2 separate regions of the Mus musculus genome follow, and region 1 is linked to region 2. The links are chromatin contacts, called in public HiChIP or PLAC-seq maps. All regions are on one chromosome and are shown on one strand. The core of a region is the stretch at or near the end of the contact, and the rest is flanking DNA. Distances in the headings are between cores, read along the strand shown.

Evidence for each region. HiChIP or PLAC-seq counts read pairs in DNA pulled down with a chosen protein or histone mark.
Region 1: an H3K27ac HiChIP or PLAC-seq map of T-cell acute lymphoblastic leukemia shows a contact between it and region 2, with 5 times the contacts expected there. The contact joins two enhancer-like sites. A contact is called at or near these places in 1 of 15 datasets of contacts at CTCF or cohesin (the NIH/3T3 cell line), 1 of 484 Hi-C or Micro-C datasets (bone marrow-derived macrophages), 1 of 115 datasets of contacts at active chromatin or transcription factors (T-cell acute lymphoblastic leukemia) and 1 of 9 other capture datasets (embryonic stem cells).

What each region holds. Positions count from the first base shown.
Region 1 is chr4:95,895,604-95,898,844 of GRCm38.p6, reverse strand. The region is part of intron 14 of Fggy (FGGY carbohydrate kinase domain containing); the gene reads right to left. Among named protein-coding and RNA genes, the nearest start is that of Hook1, 70 kb to the left of the region's middle. Within about 2 kb of position 1,989, at least 70 of the 459 cell types and tissues checked have an H3K27ac peak or open chromatin away from gene starts, as enhancers often do. A contact at or near this core is called in T-cell acute lymphoblastic leukemia and bone marrow-derived macrophages, where this site is marked.
Region 2 is chr4:95,352,620-95,355,469 of GRCm38.p6, reverse strand. No RefSeq gene overlaps it. Among named protein-coding and RNA genes, the nearest start is that of Gm12707, 130 kb to the left of the region's middle. Within about 2 kb of position 1,344, at least 109 of the 459 cell types and tissues checked have an H3K27ac peak or open chromatin away from gene starts, as enhancers often do. A contact at or near this core is called in T-cell acute lymphoblastic leukemia and bone marrow-derived macrophages, where this site is marked.

The DNA.
Region 1 (3,241 bases), core at 740-3,239, 540 kb before region 2:
TGAGAATCTAGAGACTATTTGCACAGAGCTGCCTTCTCCTTGCAGGAACACGGGGGGGGGGGGCGGGGGGGGCAAGGGGGATGACCAGGAATGAGAGCTTCAGCTTCTCCCGCTGTTCAGTGGACAACAGTGAGAACAAGATCAAGAGAAGGATCCGTCCTGGAACTGCAAAGCTTATGTCAGCTCATCATGTGAATCAAGCCCAATTATTCAGGAAGAGGTGAATCTGTCCTTGGAGGTGCTACAAGACCTGGCACTTACACCCGAGATGTGATTTTTTTTTAATCCTCTTTCTTTTTAAAGCAGCAGACAGCCAGAAAGTTTAAATGTCACCTCTGGGTACCCAATACAGTGTCTTAGCTTCACACGTTTCCAGAGAGGGCATCTTTCAGTTTCTCGAGGTGGGAATAGGAGCACAAAAACATACATAACAGGGGTAAGACACTCGGGCATGGAAAAATACCAAGCTCTCATACATAGAAACTATGGCTGCTGGGAACCACTACAGCCTTTTTCTGGGGGGTGCTATAGTCCATGTGGGCTTTGGACAGGGCGTTCAGGGAAAACACAAACACAGCAGATTTACAAGGCTAGAGTGGTGAATTGGGGGCAGGCAAGATGTAGGTGGATTGTGGAGAAAGCCAAACTAAACTCAAGATTTAGTTCCAGCAGAGAAAGCCTGGTGAAAAGGGGAATAAACAAAGGCTGGGCTGGAGTGACAACCAGGTGTGAGGCAGGATACACCTGGGAGCTCTGGATGAACTTGGTACTTATCCTAAAATCCATGGGAGAAACTGAATGAGGCTGTTTTAAAAGATATGCCTTGTACCAACCCATGGCTTCTCCACTTTGGCAGGGTGAATACTGTAATCTGGGCATGGGTGACAGTGGTTTGCCAGTGAGCTAGCTAGACTCTATGCCTTCCTCTCCTGCTTGCCCTCTTTCCCATTAGTTATTTCATTAGGCAGAAGGCATGGTGATGCAGGGTGCATCCTGCTCAGATGGTTTCCCTGTGGCCAAATTTTTTCATCTGTCTTCAAGGCTCCCTCCCTGTCCTCCCCACAGGGCTCCAGACTCCTTGTTGCCTGCCTGCTGAGAGGCAGCAGCTGTTGGCATGGAGAGCAACTCCCAGCTGTTCACCCAAATTCTCTCACAAGCTTTGCTGAGTGTCAATGCTTTTAATTAGGTAAAATCAGATGGGGGCAGGCGAATAGAGGAGCAAGAGAGGCCTAATTTTAGCTGGAGACAAGAGGACTTTCCCCGAAATACACTGATCTCGAAATACTTAGCTAAGTGCATATGCACACACAGGGAGAGGATTTAAAGAGCCACAGAAGTAAAATTTAAAGGCTAAATGGGACCAGCGCCACCTCTCTGAACAACTGGAGTGAAGAGAAATGAGAACAGGCTGCACCCTCATTCTGGACCAGGCGCTGTGCCAGATGTTTTACGTGTAGCAACTCAGCCTTGTGTGCAACAATACCTTCCTTCTCACGAGAGGATAGTTTGGGGCTCATCATTGCCCTCTACAGATGGGGAAACTGAGGCTCCAGAAGTTTAAACTCTGGTCTCTCTCACTTCCCCTGTCTAATAAGAGGAGAAATAGGACATCAAGCCTTTTATATCCTTAAAGGAATCATGTAGGGATAGACTCTATAGCTGTTCTATGGTTGGCCATTTTTCCAACCTGAAATCCCTCCTGTACATGATATGCTGGAGGAGCAAAGAAACTGTCATGAGCAATTTTCAGGAAGATTCCTGCGTGGGAGAATGCCTTTCTGTCTCACTCCAGCAAACCCCATTGCTGTCTGTAACCAAAGAGGACACACTGCTTGGCTCTGGCATCTGGACTGGGTAACTGTCCTTGGTCTCTCCTTCAAGGTAGAATCTGGACTCCTTCAGAATACAGCCCACCTGGTAGGGATGTGTCACATCTACTTCCTTCAGCTTGGCTCAGGCCTAAGAAGTCTCTTCACTGGGAAGCTCCCAGTGAGGTTTTCCATACACATCTGGAAGCTTTCCACAATGGGCCTTTGAAGCAGCCTGCAGCATTCCGGGAAAGCCTGGCTCACTGAGCGGAGGTTTCAAGAGAAGCCCACATTTATTTTTCTTTCCCGCCTTCTCTGAGGAAACCTCCCCCCAGTGGCTTTGTGGGCATTTGCAAAGCAGCTCTGATTTTTATCTTACTACTTTGGGGGCTCAGCTCTCTCTGAGAAGCGAACAATGACGGCACAGTCCAAGTGTGGCATGGGATAATGGATGAGGATCACTGGATGCTGGGCTCCTTAGGACCCTTTGAGCCCTGCCTGACTCATCTTCACAGTTGAGAAAATGACTTGCTCCATTGCTCAGCACTGGCGACATTTTGCCCACTCAAAGAAAGTATCTAAGGCTGGGCCTTCTGAGCTGACATGAATTAACAGTGACATGCCTTTCGTGGAACAGGAGGAAGCTGAAGAAAATCACTTTCTACAAAGTCTGACTCCTAGTTCAGCAAGTCTGTGGGGCTCCTTCTCAGGGTCAGTCCCTTTCACCTGACCTAAGCGCTGCTCCTTCTATACAACTTAGCTCACACAAGACTCCTTCCTGAGATGTTTTACCACTCTGCCAATTGTGTTAGTTTTTAAGTCCTTAATTTTTCAGTGTCTCCCTACTTTTATTCATAGTGTGATATTTCTGTTTTAAGGGGATATATAGCCTACAAGCCCCTGTAGTAACTACAGACATGTTTCTGCTTTGATTGAACCTCAGTACCAAGCACAGAGCTCAGTTTATCCGTGTGTTCAGTGAATGCCTGGGCATTAATTAGTCCACATGACCAATATTACTCAGTTCCTACTCTGAGTCATACAGCCATGATGAGAACAGACACAGGGCCTACTTCCAGAAGTTTACATTGTAGCAGGGAAATCCGGAAACCCACTAGGAAATGTATACCTTCAAATAAGGGGGGCTAGGGCAACAGTAAAGAAATTCAGTAGCCGGATGTGATGGCGCACACCTTTAATCCCAGCACTTTCCAGGCAGAGGCAGGCAGATCTCTGATTTTGAAGCCAGCCTGGTCTGCAAAATGTTCTAGAACTGCCAGGGATACAGAGAGAAACCCTGTCTCAAAAACCAAAACCACCACCTCCCAAAGAAATACAGCAAAAAGAGACTCCTGATTGCAGCTCCATCACATGGGATCCAGACAACAGGAAAAGCCAGCAAACTCCCAACTACAGACTCTTCTTGAGTTAAA
Region 2 (2,850 bases), core at 95-2,594:
GTGTCAGGCCTCTGGTGAATCTCTGCCTCTTCCCAGTACTTTGGTTGTTTCTGTCAGCATTCCTCAGTTCCCTTTCAATGCCTTTTTGCCTACTCCAGGTGTCAGTGACTAGTCTTCATGGAACCCAAGGTCAAACCCCTTTCTGGAGTGCTCGGTGACCAGTGACTGCCTCAGCTACTGTTTTGTGATCTCTGAGGTCACAGAGTTCTAAGTGGGATAAACAACATCACTTGAAGATCTCACTGTGGGCTGCCTCCTCACTCACAGGCCTGCCTCCATCTTCTCCCTTTCCTCTCTCAAACATCCTGCATGCTTAACATTTGAGTCTGGTTTCTTGGGAGACCACAGCATGTGACAAGAGTCTATCACAGAATCTTCAGATAACCCAAAAGCTTGGAGAAAGCAAGACACTGCCCCCATCAATTCCTAACTCACCAGTAGGTTTTTGGTGTGTGTGTGTGTGTGTGTGTGTGTGTGTGTGTGTGTGTGTGTGTGTGTGTAGGGGGGGTTGTTTGGTTGGTTTTTGGTTTGGTTTGGTTTTATTTAAATAGCAAATACAGGAACCTGCTCACTGAACTGTTCAGTGAAGGAAGACTAGTTGCGATGCCCTAGGATAGCAATTATACCATTCAAATCGATCAGCTCAAACACGCAATTCTGAACTATTATTTCTGTTCCCATTTTGCAGATGAATAAAGTAAATCACCTTGCGGCTCTAAATTCTGCCTAAGGACACATATTTAGGGGGTGGATCTGGCTCCTAGTCACTTATTAGTGCTGCTTATATCCATGTGGCTATGTATCTCTCATCCACCAGTGTATTAAGCAGGGACAGAAAAGCACTGAATGTGGAAAGAGAGACAGCCAGCTTATATTTCACAGGCCTGGAATCATCACAGAACATTTCTGGTAAAGAAATGTCTGTTCTAAGAGTGTGGTATATTAAGGGTACCAGCTTGTCAAAGCACCCTGGAGAATTTTGATGCATGGGTGAGTTCTGGTGCCATTAATGTAGTTGTTGGCACACTGAAGATGCATTTTAGAGCCCTTCAAGGAAGGATTGGGCATGGCCATCTTGGCAAGGAGAGGGAGCAGCCCAGACTCTATCCTTTTCTAGGGTCGTGGGTCTGGGGCCAGGGCTCTTTGAGCTGCACTTCCTGAGATCTGGCTAGCAAGCTGCCTGGGCATGGGGAGCCACAGACCTAAAGCCAGGGATCCCTCAGGAAGTGGAAGCTTTGGGGGAGGCACCGGAAAGGGGAGGGGTGAGCGAAGCCCCCTCCCTCCAAGCATTGTGCGTTGCTTCCTCCAACAGGATGCCAGGAGCACCACAGAATGGGGACTCATTTGTCTTCATTTGAGGCACAATAACTTGCCTACCGCTGGCCTTTTTCTCCGGCTTTGCTGAGAGCAACAGGATGTGGGTTCTGCCAAGAAAGAAGGAAGGAAGGAGGCAGGCCAGGGAAATGACAGGAGCTGGGGTTGTGTAGCCCTCCAGCCTGACCCTGGACCCTGAAAGCCTTCAGACTGTCTGGGTCCAGCTGAGCCAGTGCGCAGCTGAAGGGCAAGCGACTGTAAGCTATGGAACTAGGAGAATCTGAGTTATAGCTGCTGGCCATCCGAGCGGCCTGCAGCCGGCTTTTACCTTAATCTAGTTTGCTTTGAACATTTCGAAAGAAAAACAGACGATTTCAGTTCAGAGTAGAACTTTCTTTCCTTTTTTACAACAAAAATCCCAAACAAAACAACAACAAAACCTTGCTTTGCAGTTGAGATTTTGTTGTGCTCACCCAAGTTGCCCCCCCCCACACACACACACCCCTCTACTCTCCTCTTCTCACTGCTGTGCAGTACAGTAGGGCAGAGAAGGAAGCTTACCAGTGACAAAGTTAGGGAGAGTGACTTAGTGGCTTAGCTCGAAATGCTGGAATCAACATTTCGTTTTACCTACAAAGGAATAAAAAAAAAATGTCAATGAGCTTTAATGAATATTTGTTAATTATTATGACCTACATGTATATAGCAGAAACTGGGCTTCCGGTCAGTCCCTCAAAGCTAACCCAGAAACTCACAGTTCAACAGGCCCTCAACCAAGTAGTCCACAACCTACAAGGTTAGGACTGTCCACATCTCAAGAGCCAGTGTCCAAAAGACCCAGAGGCTTTCCTAAAGAGAGGTTATATTGTAGTTTTCGTTCCAAAATTATTTCAAAAATCACAATTTTTATTCTATTTTACTTAATTTCGTGGTGTATGTATGTGTGTGTGTGTGTGTGTGTCAGTGCATGTACAGAGGTCAGAAAACACAATTTGTGGGAGTCGGTTCTCTCCTTCCACCATGTGGGATCAGGGATCAAACTCATGCTGGGCTTGACAGCAAGTGCCATTATCTGCTGAGCCATCTCTAAAGCCCAAGATCATAATTTTTCCAAAGCATACTGGTAGCTCTTTCTATTTTCTGCCTTTAATCCAGAGGTGGGATGCAGGGATAAGGGAGGACCAGGGCCTGAAGGAGTTTTTGGTGATGGGTCCTGGAATAAGATTATGAAAGAAAATAGGCCACTAATCCTGATAAACTCCCACCGCAGCCCTGGACCCCGTGCGTGGTCCCACTAGGTCCCTCCTCTCTTAGTGTCACTCAGGGGTGTTGCTGATGATTTCTCAGAAGAGATGAGAAACTACAAGGGTGGGGGAGAATGAGTTATATGGGAGACAGAAGGGTGGAGGCAGCCATCACTGACTAAATATGTTCTGTCAGGCATGTTACACACGATTTCTCTCAGTTCCGTCAGGACTCAGAAACAGCACACCAGGTACAGCACTTTGGGATGCTCAAATGCTGTGAACTGAAGGG